2 separate regions of the Mus musculus genome follow, and region 2 is linked to region 1. A link is a contact called in public promoter capture Hi-C data. All regions are on one chromosome and are shown on one strand. The core of a region is the stretch at or near the end of the contact, and the rest is flanking DNA. Distances in the headings are between cores, read along the strand shown. Region 1 holds the start of Erich1 (glutamate rich 1). Region 2 overlaps Dlgap2 (DLG associated protein 2).

Evidence for each region. Promoter capture Hi-C pulls out the DNA fragments that hold promoters and counts their contacts.
Region 2: a promoter capture Hi-C map of second pharyngeal arch cranial neural crest shows a contact between it and region 1, with 4 times the contacts expected there. The contact joins the enhancer-like site here to the promoter of Erich1 in region 1. A contact is called at or near these places in 9 of 39 promoter capture datasets (the 3T3-L1 cell line, 3T3-L1-derived adipocytes, embryonic stem cells and 5 more) and 7 of 115 datasets of contacts at active chromatin or transcription factors (SST interneurons, astrocytes, embryonic basal ganglia and 3 more).

What each region holds. Positions count from the first base shown.
Region 1 is chr8:14,087,774-14,094,850 of GRCm38.p6, forward strand. Erich1 (glutamate rich 1) reads right to left here and starts at 2,554. Exons shown (of 6, transcript NM_001034862.2): 1 at 2,468-2,554. The coding sequence starts at 2,489.
Region 2 is chr8:14,634,796-14,641,872 of GRCm38.p6, forward strand. The region is part of intron 4 of Dlgap2 (DLG associated protein 2); the gene reads left to right. Among named protein-coding and RNA genes, the nearest start is that of C030037F17Rik, 130 kb to the right of the region's middle. Within about 2 kb of position 4,391, at least 53 of the 459 cell types and tissues checked have an H3K27ac peak or open chromatin away from gene starts, as enhancers often do. A contact at or near this core is called in neural tube and second pharyngeal arch cranial neural crest, where this site is marked.

The sequences.
Region 1 (7,077 bases), core at 1,304-3,803:
CCAAACCTTGTCTTAGAAACAAACAAACAAACAAACAAACACAAAAAATCTATTTGCTCAAACTTTAAAAAATTTTTAGTACTTAAAAATTAAAAAAAAAAAAAGAATCTGGGTACATTTTGTTCAAAGCTTTTTCTCCTAGAGGGTTTTAAAAATAGCAATCGTCACACAATTAACTACCCATGCAGGAGATAAGCCCCAGGTAAGGCTGCAAGAACTTTCATTGGGATCTGTCAATACATTGTAGCAGGAGAGAGAGCAAAGAGTACTCCTGGACCAGGTGGGCTGGTCCTGTTCCAGACTATAATGGAAGCTTCGTCAACTGCTCAGCGTACAGCACTGCCTTCTCACCCAGACAGACTGAGCTAAGAAATGGCAGCTGCCACCCACGAGGCAAGTCTGTAAGCAGCACTTAGAAACTGAGGCCATGAGATAGATTATGATTTTTGTACCAAGAATTCTACTTTTCCAGTTCATTGTTTTTCAATCAGACAAATTTGGGGTTCGACATAAAGACGCAGTGACTGGAAAAGATGTTCTGGACCAACGGTTCTTAACCTATAGGTTGGGACCCCAAAAGGGGTCGCCTAAGACTATGAGAAAAAACAGATACTTACATTGTGATTCACAACAGTAGCAACATTTCAGTTCTGAAATAGCAACAAAGTAACATGGTTGGGGGTCACTACCACCTGAGAAACTGTATTAAAGGGCCACAGCATCAGGAAGGTTGAGAACCACTTATTTTCACGTGTGGGTTCTGTGGCTCTACAGATGGGAAGGCTATCAAAGAAAAACTGCTGCTCACATTTCCTTACTACCCCTGTCCTGTGGACTCAAACTTTCTGGGCTGGGGCTTTAGGGTGGAACGTTATACTATTTATAATATTTTTCAGGTCCTTGGTATTTCTCTTTGTCCTTCAAACACGAAGTCTTCTCCCTACACATCTGCTGCTCTTTCTCTGCAGGCAAACAAAGGAACTTGCTGCCTCGTTCTGCATGACATCATGTGGGTAACCAGATCAGTCAGGTTCTTCCTTTAGGCCTCCTTCTGTGGTCTCCTCTAGCCATAGCAGTGTTAACGCTGCCCAATCCAGACACTGCGGCTGGCCTGAAGCTCTGATCTAGGTCTCTTTCGGTATCTTATTCATTACCAAGCTGAGTCTTTCCTAGAAACCTTTCTTCCCATCTCTCTCATGCTTTCCCTCCCTCCTCCATCCCCATATAACCACCATGAGGCATCCTAGCTGGCCTTCTCAGGCTTAAATGCCTACTTCCAGGTTTATGTTTTGGGTTCACAAGCCCCACTCTTTGGAAAACACAGTATCCTTCAACTATTTACATTTTACCTGATAATTCTGTCATATAGTCTCTTCAACAGAAAAAGAGACTGTTTTCAGAGAGTAGTTTAGTGTCTGATTAAAACGACCAAAAGCTTTCCTGCATTTTACCTTAATTTACTGAGGTTAAAAAGAGTCTTAAAGTTGGCGAGGTGCTTTATAGATGATATAATTCCTTGCATTTAATGCCAAGTTTTGAAGCATCTCGAACATAGAAGGGAATTCAAGAAGAGAAAGCACAGGGTGTGGCGTCAACCCAGGAAACAGCTGAACCTATAAAGTGTTTGTATCCTCTTCCTTGCAAGGATTAGAAAAAGGTTTTGCTGCTCAGTAAAGAACACTTATGTTCATCTTGAAACACAACATCAGATCAGACTGTTTTGAAAGGGTTATATCTGTCCTTTCTGATCCCTGAGATCATCTTACTTCCAACCCCCCCCCCCGCCCCACCCCCATAAAGTTTGATGAAACTTAAGTCACTGAGGCTGAAGTGGAAAGTCGCTAGTTAAGGATGGGGACTATACTAATTTGTTCATGGTTTTCTTGCTTGCAGAGAAATTAGTTTCCTGCTTTTTAAGCAGATACTTATTAACTATATACAGTTGCCACTAGCCGTCTCCTCCACCTCCCTCCCATTTCACAAGAGAGAAGCATGTTTTAAACACAGAAAAGTCTCATATTCTCTACTCCTATCACATGAACTGCACTTCAGGACCTCAGGGTACTAACCCAGAGATGACTGCAGGCCTGGCTGCCCTAGGTAAAGGCAATCCTCCAGACTCTAGGTCTTGTGTCCTCCACCCACCACCCCAATCCCCATCCCCACGCGCCAGCTCCGCCCCAGCAAAGAAGATCCCAGAGTCCGGTGAGGCCTCTGCTCCACTAGTGTGGTCCAGGGAGAACGAAGGCCCCTAAAAGCTGCGACAGCGCCAGACCCAGCCAGCAGGAAGGGGAAGCCACCACAAGAAGGGTACCTCAGGGCCCAGCATGTCCCATCTTGCCCTAGACACTCAAGGTCCCTGTAGCCCCTACGATCCCTCAGTGCTCAGGGCCATCAGCCTACCACGTCCGCCACCCCTGGGTATCTCGGATCCAGTCTCCGTTCGCGTTCCGCGCTTCCTGCCTACCCTGCTTCCGAAGAGAAGACATACTGGACCCCAGCCGGGATCTCTGGCCCCAGCCGCCACCAGTCGCGCGGCGCTTCCGGATTCCTCTCGTGTAGGCCCGCCCACAATATTAGGAGTGCCTAATCCGGACCCGAATTCCCCGCCGCTGGATGTCAATCATCCATATTCGGGGGCGGATTGGTTCGTATGCGGCCCGGGCGTGGCTTAAACTCTGCCTCTAGGAGCCTGGCTCTGGAGCCTGCGCGGAAGGCAGACGGCCTGAAAGCTCTGCTCCTGTGGTTTGCGGTTTGCCCCTGTGATGGACGTGGGCCAAGACACAGCTGGGGACAGTACCGGCTCTGCACACTTGCGGAACTTGGAGTGCAAGCTGGAGAAAGGTTGCTGAGGAGAGAAGGAAGGTCTGGAGGCTTGAAGCAAGGCAAGGTTCCCCAGACACCTGCAATCCGTTCCGCGCGCCCCTCACCACGTCTGCCAGTTGTACCGCTGCACGGCTGGAGATGCTCCCATCTGTTTCGCGTCTACGAATCCCTCTCATTGTGTCGTCTTCCACTTTGCTTTTAGACCAGCTGTGTTACCGCGCTGGAGCCCTTGTTCCCTGTTGACATTGAGTCTTCACCCTTGAACTGCGTCTTCAGAAACATGACTGCCAAGTTCCTACATGGTCTGCAAGCTGGTGGTAACGTTCATGAAAGGTCAGATAGAGGAGCATGACCAAGAAGACTGTAAGGACCATATTCCAAAGAGATGGGCTCTTTGAAGGGAAATAATGCAGGAGCAAATGATTTGGGTTTCATCTTTGAGAAGATGAAAGAGGAAGACCTGATGTTATGAAGAGAATGCTCAAAACATTTTTAGAGCCTATCTAACGCAGGTTTGGATCTGGAAGGAGAGAAGGCGCGCGGTTGTTGCTATTGCAGGACTCTCTGGAACACTCACTCGGACATCAGTGAGAGTAGAAGCGAAGAGATGTCGCAGATGGACTCAAGCCAGGGTTGCTCCTGAAAGGCTTGGTTGGGCTCCAGTCTGTTGTTTGCGTTTTATACTCTAAAACCACAAGGTGGGGTGGGCAAGCAAGCGAAATTTTACAGATGCCTAAGAGGCAGTCAGCAGGTTGTTAAGGGTAACATAGCCCAATGTTTCTGCTATTTCTCCAGGTCGTTATGTTCCAAGTAGCCAGTAAAGACATGCTTGTCAAATAAGCAGGACAAGCAGTGCTTTGAATAAGTCATGAAATGAATCAATAAATCAGTATTTAATAATAGGTCTCTGCTGCTTTCTTCTACTTTACTGGTAAAGATCATGGAAGAAGCAACTTCAAACGGAGATGTGTAAAATTGATGCATTGAGCTTCGAAGTGAAATGACCCAATGTAAATGTCAAGGAAGTGGCTTCTGTCTCTCGGTTAAAAGGAGGTTGTAGCAGATGAAGCAAAAGTCCATTGCTAGCCCATTGCCATAAGGGAAATGTTGATCGTTAGCATCTGAGTTGTGACATAGAAGGTTGTGGGAAGAGTAGTCAGAGTGTGGATGTGTTTGCAGGCAAAGCAAAGGAAATTTTCTGACTCATCAGATTGGTCTGTGGTAGAAAAGTGAAAGTTTAGAATGGGTTCAGAGTTTTGGTTCAGAAGCTGAAAAGTTGGGGTTTCAGGATCATCATGGGGGGCCTTTGGGAAGCCCTTTGTTAACTTGTGCTGTGTGGCTTTCGATGCATAAACTTAGGAGATCATGGAGGGAACCAGCATGGCCACAATGGTGGTTAAGAATTGAGCCACAAAGACTTCTGGGCTTTGGAAAACTGAGAGATGAGGAGACCTAAGACTGACTAGAGAGGATGACCAGTGACAACTGTCCTGTGGCCACGTCAAAGACGAGATCCCCTGATTCACAGTCGTGTTTGTTCAGGGCAGATCTTTACCACCTTTGGAATCCTAGGCACAAAAGCCTGCCGGTTAAGGAAAACAGAAGGTGCTGGATGTGGACCACCACGCCAGCTTCTACACTCCCAAGAACTCCAGCAAACACCAGGATTCCTGTATCACGCTCAGTTGACCACAAGCACCATTCACTCAGATGCCAGGCTAGCCATGTGTGATTTGTATATTGTTGCACCAGGGAGGCACCATTTGGAGGCCTTGTTGGAGTAAGTGTGTCACTGTGGGTGTGGGCTTAATACTCTCACCCTAGGTGCCTGGAAATCAGTCTTCCACTAGCAGCCTTTGGATGAAGACGTAGAACTCTCAGCTCCTCCTGCACCATGCCTGCCTGGATGCTGCCATGCTCCTACCTTGATGGTAGTGGACTGAACCTCTGAATCTGTAAGCCAGCTCCAATTAAATGTTGATTTTTTTTTCAATAAGACTTGCCTTGGTCATGGTGTCTGTTCACAGCAGTAAAACCCTAAGACACCATGGAAACACGGCCACTTCTGTCTCTCTCCCCTGTCCCTGACAGATCTACTCACAAAGATCCCATCTAGTTTGTCTCCTTTTCAAGTTGATCTCTTCCCTACTCCTGTTGCTGTTTTTCATTCTTACCCTCCTACCTTACCATCTCTTCTGTTCATACCCACCATAAAGATCTTTGAAAAGTCTAAAGCAATCACTGCAGGGCAGGAGAGATGGCTCAGTGGTTAAGAACTCTTGCCGGTCATGCACAGAACCTGGGTTTGGTTTCCTGCATCACATGGTTGCTCATGACCACCTGGAGCTGTATTTCTAGGAGATCTGACACCTTCTGCCCTCCGAGAGCATCGAGCATGGACACTGGTGCATTTGCATACATTCGAGCAAAATACTCATACACATAAAGTAGAATAAACATTTTAAAAAGTCACTTGCTGTAGCCCATTACAGGACCAGAATGATATTCCCTCTAACAACTGATTTTCAATATCATTCTAGAAACCTTAGCTAATGTAATGAGACAAGAAAAGGAAATAAAAATGTTATATATTGGGAAAAAAAAATAAAAACATCTCTGTCTACAAGTGACTTGAAGAAAATCCTAATGTCTTGGTCAAAATCCCACACAAAATTATGCTGTGTTTTAAGACACTATTCCAAGGCCTTTAAATGTGTTATAGAACCTCCCAATTCATTATCTGTTAGTTCTCATTCAAGATGGTCTCACAGTTCTTCCTTGTAGCAGGAATGGCTGGGCACCTCTAGGTAAACATGGGGGATGAGGGCACACAGCCCTAAAAGTATCTCCTGCAGGAGGACCTAATTGAGGACTGCCTAAGAGACCAAGGATTGCTGGTTTAGACAATGCCAGCCAATCAGGAACTGCAGTTTAGAAGAGATGCTTTCTTGGGACCAATGGGGTGTGAGTGGAGGGTATTAAAGGAGCTTGCAGCAGTGTTCAGATGTGTTGCTGCTGCGCCATAGACTCTGCACAACCTCACCTCCAACCCCCATGGGTAGGGTCAGGCATCGAGCACTTCCTAATTTCATTAGTCATTTAGAAGAAAAGATAAGTCTTTCCTTGTCTCTGGGTCTTTGGGTCTGTTCTTCCCACTGCTGGAACGGTCTCTTACCTCATTCTTTTCTGTCCCAAATCCCAAGCTTCCTGGGAGCTTGGGCAGAAGTCAACTTCTGGATTTACCTCATTCAACTCAAACTCTACAATAGCTTTCTTTGATATTATTCAAGTTGCTCAGTAGGGGGAGTCGAGGGGGGAGAGAGGATGGAAGAAATTGTGGAGTGTATCTCAGACTATTCCACTAAGAATCTTCAATAGGATCGAGTCCTTGTTGCCTGAAAGATCGCCTTGGTGACACATCCTTCATTATCCCTTTTTTCCCTTTCCCACTCTTTATTCCTGTTTAGTTTCCAGAGATAATAAGTTTTTCAAATAACTCACTGGAATCCATGTCTCGGGACCCGCTGTGTGCCAAACCTAGAGGAAGACTGTATGTAATGACACCACACAGTATTCCCCTAGGGTCACAAATAATTCCCTGTCCTTTTCCTTTTCCAATAACACTGTATATTTCCTTCATAGGAGCAAGTGCCATTCATGCTCACATGTTACTCCTATAACGTCAAATGGCTTCATCCCAACACTGGATGCGTGCCCAGGGACAGTCTTTCTTTCTGTTTTGGTACAAGTCCACGACCCAAAAGAGCTCACAGCAAGCACCACTGTGCTCCTTTCGTTTGCCTGAGATGGAAGACCGGAAGATGGGGGCACCGTGGAGAGGAGGAGAAAAGTGGATATTAGAATCTTCAACTTGATGTGCAGTCTAGATTTTTTATTCGAGGTCTGGAAACCCACCTTCCTTCCTTCCTTCCTTCCTTCCTTCCTTCCTTCCTTCCTTCCTTCCTTCCTCTCTCTCTCTCTCTCTCTCTCTCTCTCTCTCTCTCTCTCTCTCTCTTTCGATAGTGGAATCCAAATGGAGTGTGCTACAAACACTAGAAAAAAGTCACATCAGATACCTTTGATCCATTTGTGTATCTTTCACACACCTTAGTATTTTGCTCTGAAAGTGCACTGCAGTTGATTGATCATAGGAAAAAACATCTTATGGAGGCTGTTTTTATGGAAAAGATCTTGGGATTTAGGGAAATACAGGGCTGTTCACCTGTCTCTCCTCTATTCGACACCCATTCA
Region 2 (7,077 bases), core at 3,141-5,640, 550 kb after region 1:
GTGGTGTTGTGTTATCTTCTAGAAGTGCCGCCCCTGAGCTGTTCTGAAAGCTCAACCCTAAGAGAGACTGCTTATGAGCCTGGGTAGCTGCGGTTAGCAAGACCTTCTCTCCTCTTGTTGAATGCTCAGAACAATTAAGTTCACAGTAGCTGTGCATACTGGCAACAGGCATTTAGGAAACGTTTGGAAGGAGAAAAATCGGAGTGGTCCAGGCATCAGGAGCAGCTATGCCGTGTAACAAGGAAATCATGAAGGCTAATCTCTCTCAAGGTGACTTCTGTGTCCCTACACTCAGTCCTCAGAGAAGGGGTGTTAGCAAAGCACCATACAATACGTCAAAAAGAACTTAAATAACCAAGCACGACAGAAGGCTTTCCCACGACCAACTCACTCACACAGCCTGAATGAGCTTAGCAGAACTAGCAGCCGAGTGATCCAAAGCTCTTCCCAAGAGGCCATTTGGACAGAAGCTTTGAAAAACACTGACAAATGTAGTCTGATATTTGTAGAGCATCAAATAGAGAGAGCAAACATTCTTGAAGGTAGTCGCACAAAATGTGTTTACTAGTTAGGTAAATGTATTACTGATTAGGTTTCTGGTTGGTAGAGCCACAGTCATTGGTCAGGGTTCTGATTGGTAGAGCCACAGTCATTGGTCAGGGTTCTGATTGGTAGAGCCACAGTCATTGGTTAGGTTATAATTGGTAGAGCTATGATCTGGAGTTGTGATGCTGAGCCTTCTACTTTCTATTCACTATTCTAGCTTGTTTATAAAGAAGAAGCATCAGGCATTGGGGTGATCCCAATCTAACCCCATCCCGCCATAACCTGTTACATTTTCTATCAGACAGTGGACTCTTTCACCTGCCAGGAACTCATGATCCCAAGGCCATCTTACTCACGACTGTGGTTCACAGCCAGACCCAGCTCTGGAGAGACAAGAGTCGAGAGATTAAGAGCCAAGGAAGAAATCCCAGATTTATTTCTTGATATGTGAAGTGGAGTTTTCCCTGAGGTAGAATGCTAATCTTTCAACAAAAACAATCTCAGGCATAAAGCTTACTGAAGACTCAATTCCTAAGGATGAACTTATGAGGCCACCAAGATGAAGATAGAAAACATGGCTTCTTAGCGCAACAGAGAACCAAAGGGGCATAGATATAGCAGTGCCATGGTACAGTGGGAAGGTGCCAGGTACCGTCACCTCTCCACCCATAAGCTCCTCTTCCATGATGCAGTCAAGGTGCCTCTGTCTCCACTGGGTCGTGTTCAGTGCTTGCTCTCCCATACCCTCTCAGCAAAGCACAGGAGTCCTCTGTGTCCACTTAGAAATGATTGAAGTGTCTGATCTGGCAAGGGCAGTGTGGCCAGTGACTGTGGGGTAAGGGAACACAAAGAAAATGTTTGAGGATGGTTATGCTAGGCATTCCTCTTAATTTGGAGATGTTCAGCAGAAACCCTTGTACCACAGAATAAAAGCAGACAAGAGAGATTCAGTGCGTGCACAGAAGTGTAATTCATTTTTAATGAGAACAGTTATGTTACGGTAGGTAAAATAAACCACGAAGTGGAATTTTGCCCTTTGGGTAATGTTACGGCTCATTAACGGGCTTCAGTGTTCACGTTCAAAATGACATTCTTGGCAAAAAGATTTTAATCCCTATATGTTATCAATGATCTGTGGTTCCTTTGGTTGGATTTTAATTTAGATTCTAAATAAGCTTTTGGAATCATCCTTGCTGGAAATAAGAAGGAAATAATAATGCTGACTAAGTGTTAGGAGGCTCATTATTCTCAGCAGAGGAGTCACCTATAGACATTAATGTCCTGCTTCTTCACATGCAAAGAGAACGTTGTCCCCTCCCCCCAAGGTCACTCAGGCAGATACCTGAGACTGAAGACTGTGGAGTGTAAGCTGCCTTTTGATGGTAGGGTGGAAGGTATATTTAGACATCCAGAAAACCTGGATCCATACACTCCCTGACAATACCACCACTATAGCAAACCCATTTCCTCTGACATGTTTACTAAAGGATCCATAAATAATAGCAACAATGATCATGGCTAGTAATAGACTCTTTTTATAGAGGCTTTTATTATTTTATGTATATTATATAGCATATACACATATACATGGTTTTTAATGACTCTTTTGAGTGATTAAAATGAAAGACCAGGTGTCTATTTTCACCACAGCCTGGAAGAGCAAACATAGGATATAACTGGTGGCCTGTCAGTGTCCAGCCCTCCAAGGCTCACGCCACTGTCTCTGATCTTTGAAGCTTTGGCAAAGTATCACCATTTCTGCTGTCTGAGGCTCTTCATTTGGAAAGAGCCCAGCACACCTGCCCACTTACACTGAGGACAGAGGAAGGGTTTCGACCTGGGCATGACTGTGAACTCCAAGATGTTAAGCCAAAGTAGCTAGCTTCATTACCTTAATACAGTTTATAGCTCCTGGGAAGGAAAATGTCAGTCATCAGCCTTTCGTAACCATCAGATCTCCTGCCCAACATATCACTAGAATCACTGTGTTCATGCATTGATTCATTTCTAGAACTCCTTTAAAGACTAAACCTCACTATCTTTACATTTTTATTATTATTATTATTTTAGTAGTAGGGTACGGATATATTTCTGTTGATTCCCCATGATTATTGATGGGATGCTGACAGATAGAAACAGCTCTCAGCATCCAAGTGGGTAGGTTCAGTCCCCTTGCTGGGCATGGATCAACACTCCTCCCCCAGTAGTGGGGAACCAAGAAAAGAAGCAGGGGGTATGGGTGATTTTTCTACCATTGAGGCTCAGGCTTTCTCCACGAAAGCTGTCTCCAAGGGCAAAGGTGATGAACCCTCAGACTATGAGTTGTTAGTGACCTATTTCCTATTTGTGGTCACCTGACACATTGGCAGGTTTACAGTGAGGCCTTGGTCTCATATATATGTATATGATGTATATGTATATTTGTGTATGTATGTGTATGTATACACATACATATACATACACATACATACACACATACACATACATATGCATATACATATATACATATATGAGATACATATAACTAAGAAGGCCAGGCAAACATTTGCTTCTCTCCATACTATATGTTATATAATGTAATCACCTGTTTCAGTTGTTCTTTATGTGTGTGGTGACTCCATCTACAAAATATGACCGCCATTACATCCATCCCATAAGCTCTTTGATGCTTGTCAGCAACCCCGATCCCACAGCCTTCAGACAGGCTAGTCACCGCACAGAGATCAGGAGGACTTGAACCTGGTATTCTGAACCTGCAGTACAGTTTCCGCACACACCCTTGTGACAGGCACAGATGTCTGTCCCCACCCATCCCCCCTTGGCGAAGACATTTGTGAAGATCAGCTGTGAAACGAAGACTGCCACACATAACATTCTTCACGGATTTGTTTTGCTTTCTCCACAAAAGCGGCTGCCAAATTTAGCCTGAGAAATGGCCTCTGCGTTCCAGAGCTGCTCCAAGCTTCAGATAAACACGCAGACAGGCTGCACACATTGAATTCAAGGGGTTAGAGGCCATAGATGAGCCCTGTTGAGGAGACGGGCCTTGTCTAAACATTTGTTTTTAATTGCCCCGTGAAGATCCGGGGGACATATTCTTTTAAAACTGCTGTCTGAGGGACAAAAGAGATGAGAGGCGAGTGAAAGATGTTGAAGTTATTAAACCTTATCTTCTTTTTATATTTCTAAATTCAGGACTGTTTATTAATGGGGAAAAAAGTACATGTTTTAAGGCATCATATTGAAAGTACTTGTACCACGCTGCTCTCTTCTGTATGCATCATATTGGCAATGTTGTGATTTGGGGGAACAAAAGAACGGGGCAGCCGTGGCCCATTCACCCCACTGCCTGTTGCCTGCAGATACTTGGAATTCCCTCTGTGCTCTGAGATCTGATTCAGAGTAGTGGGCTATCATAACCCAGTGCTGGGACCTGGGAATCTGGATCATGAGGTGTGACTTGACTGTGCCAAGGACATGAAACTAGCCCATGAATACTCAGATTCCTATGTCAAGGGTTGTGTGTCCTTCTGTATAGACAGCACCCTATGATCCAACCAGGTTTCACCCCCCTACAGACTTTCAACAGCAATTGTCCGAGCTCTCAGAAGCAGGCAAGGGGGGACAGACAGACCGTGAAGTAAATTCCAATTCCCTGCTCTCTTGTTCCATAAGATCTAATGACTTTAGGCTCTAAACTCTCAAAAGATTTCCTTGGATATAAGCCCCCAATCACTCTGCCTGTTTTAGATCTCTTGAGAGGGTTCCTGTGCAGTTTTCACTGTGAGGCAGGGCCAGCCACGGGCTGCACATGACTCTGGCGGAGAGTAAACAAGTGTGTTCGCTGGCTCCCCAGGGTCTCACTGCACAGACAGCTGGCCAGGGCCTGGTACTACAGCACATTTCAAAGAATACTTTGTAGAAGGACTCTGGAACCAGCCCATAAGTCTACGTTAGAAAGACGTGGATGACACTGTCAGCCAGTCACACTTGATGGCCTGTGAGCCCTGGGTGTCACCCAGCTAGCCCACACGCTTAGTGCAGAGTTGTCATCAACTCAGCAGAACTCCTGACCTCTGGACACTGCAAGCGGCAGACTGGGCAGTCTGGCCTTCTTCAAACATACATCCAGGCGAGATGCTCAGAACTGTATCACAGGCAGAGGAGAACCCAAACTGGATTTCTGTGCTGGGAGATGAAGCCACTTGGGCAGCAGGTAGAGCAGGCCTGTGTGCTGCCCTGCTTCTCACCAGGAGAGTGTAAGCTGGGACTGACTTGGGGCTCCCAGGAACCCTAGACCTATCAGAAACAGGGAATGATTCTGCCCTGAGAGCCACACGCTCAAACCCTATACGCAAATATGGGGTTTTCTTCAGAGAAGAAAAGCAGAGTGGGAAACTTACCAAGCCCTGGTTTGTTTGTTTTTTTCCAAACCATTTCTTGCAGGTCATTGAAGAAACAGTGCCCAGTTGGGTCTGCGCTCGGACATTGGGGTAAAGCTTGGGAGAGTTAAGATGGGGCTATTTGCTGGGATGAAACTGTCCACAGCTCGGCTGGGCCATCTTCTTACTCAGGCTGACCCTAATTAAACATGGAGCAGACAGACTGGCTCCCAAGAAGATTTGCTATGTGTCCCCAGCAGCCATAGACTATGGAGAGGACCCTTGTATTGGGGCTGAGTGATGGAGACACTCAAGGAATACCTGAGTTAGAGTCATGGGTAGGACACACACAGTCAGACCGGGTTCTCACCACCTGCAGAGCCAGCTCTCTTCAGGGGTGGGGGCTTGTAACCCTTCTGCATAACAGTCACACAGCCTTGAAAAGCTACAAAAGAATGTGAGGCATCTGGACAGACAAAGGCATTCTGTAAACATGGCGTACCTCCACACACCTCCTTCCCCCTTGTCTTAGTCAGGTTTCTATTCCTGCACAAACATCATGACCAGGAAGCAAGTTGGGGAGGAAAGGATTTATTCAGCTTACACTTCCACACCTTGGTTCATCACCAAAGGAAGTCAGGACTGGAACTCAAGCAGGTCAGGAAGCCGGAGCTGATGCAGAGGTTATGGAGAGATGTTACTTACTGGCTTGCTTCCCCTGGCTTGCTCAGCTTGCTTTCTTATAGAACCCAAGACTGCCAGCCCAGGGATGGCACCACCCACAATGGGCCCTCCCACACTGATCACTAATTGAGAAAATGCCTTACAGTTGGATCTCATGGAGGCATTTCCTCAACTGAAGCTCCTTTCTCTGTGATAACTCCAGCTTGTGTCACGTTGACACACAAAACCAGCCAGTACACCCCTCCACTTTCCCGGTATCTTCTTCCTTTTTCTCCCCTCTACCTCATAAGCCTGCACCAGTAGATCTCAACAGCATCTGTTCCTAGCTCAGGGGCATTGACTCCCAGTATTTCTTATCTTCATACATACACAAAATACTCTCCCTAAAACTGCAGCTTTGTCGACGTTGAAGGAGGCACCCTCATCTGTGACCACTCTGGGACCCTTGGGCATTTGGGCATGGAGCCCTGCCTGTGCCCTTTAACCCACACTGGCCTTCTTTCATCTCTTATTCATTGCAGAAGCATTGCTGGGTCATCCTCTTTAGGTTTAAACCTCATGTTTTCCACAGTAGCTTTGTGGCTTAAGCTACTGCTGTGCGCTGCGGTGAAGCAGAGATGACTTTGCCCCTGTGACACATGTGGCTTAGTCAAAGCAGCAAGGCGCCAGGAGCTGGGCAACCTCTAAAACGGCCATCTTTAGAACTGATCATCGCTAACAATGAGAAGCAGAACCCACACTGCTCCAGAGCGTTAGACTCGATGCTTTATGACGCTGTGCTTTAAGTCCTGAGCAGATGAAGTAGACTCATGGGAACAGAGACCCTCTGGTCTTAGGGCTGGATGGAATAGGGTACCAGGTCCCCACCTCAGGGGCCTTACCTCTCATTGCAGCTTATGACAGGATGACCTCATCAACTTAATCCTCTCAATCAGCACCTAGTTTGTGCACTAAAAATGAATATTGATGCCAAAGTCAGGGAAAGAGACCTAAACACTTGGTTTAGAGGATTGGGTTAAATCCTGGCTATTTCTGCTTTAGCTCTCTGCTCCCAGTAGTTAAGACTTCTGCCACCCTGTGCCATAGGACAGGGAGTCGGGGTTCCCTAGAGGTGAGGGGGAAGTACCTCAAAGGTGCAAAATGCTGATCCTTCATCTTGTGGTACATACACCTCACCTCACATTTTTCCACGTCCCCCACCTTTCTCTTATCCCTCCCACTTCCTGGACACAAGCAACTGCATCCTGATGTCTGTCTCCTTTCACTAAGCCCACTGTCCAAATCGGGGAGGGAGGGGGGCATTGAATGGCTTGCTGAGGAATTTTCTAAAGAACAAAATTATTCGTCTGGCTCGGCGATAGCAAGACCCATAAAGCTATGGCTTATTAAAGGAACCCTTGGCAGTCATGCATGTGGACACTCACGTAGCCTTTGACTAGAAAATTCTTTTCTTTTTTAAAAATAA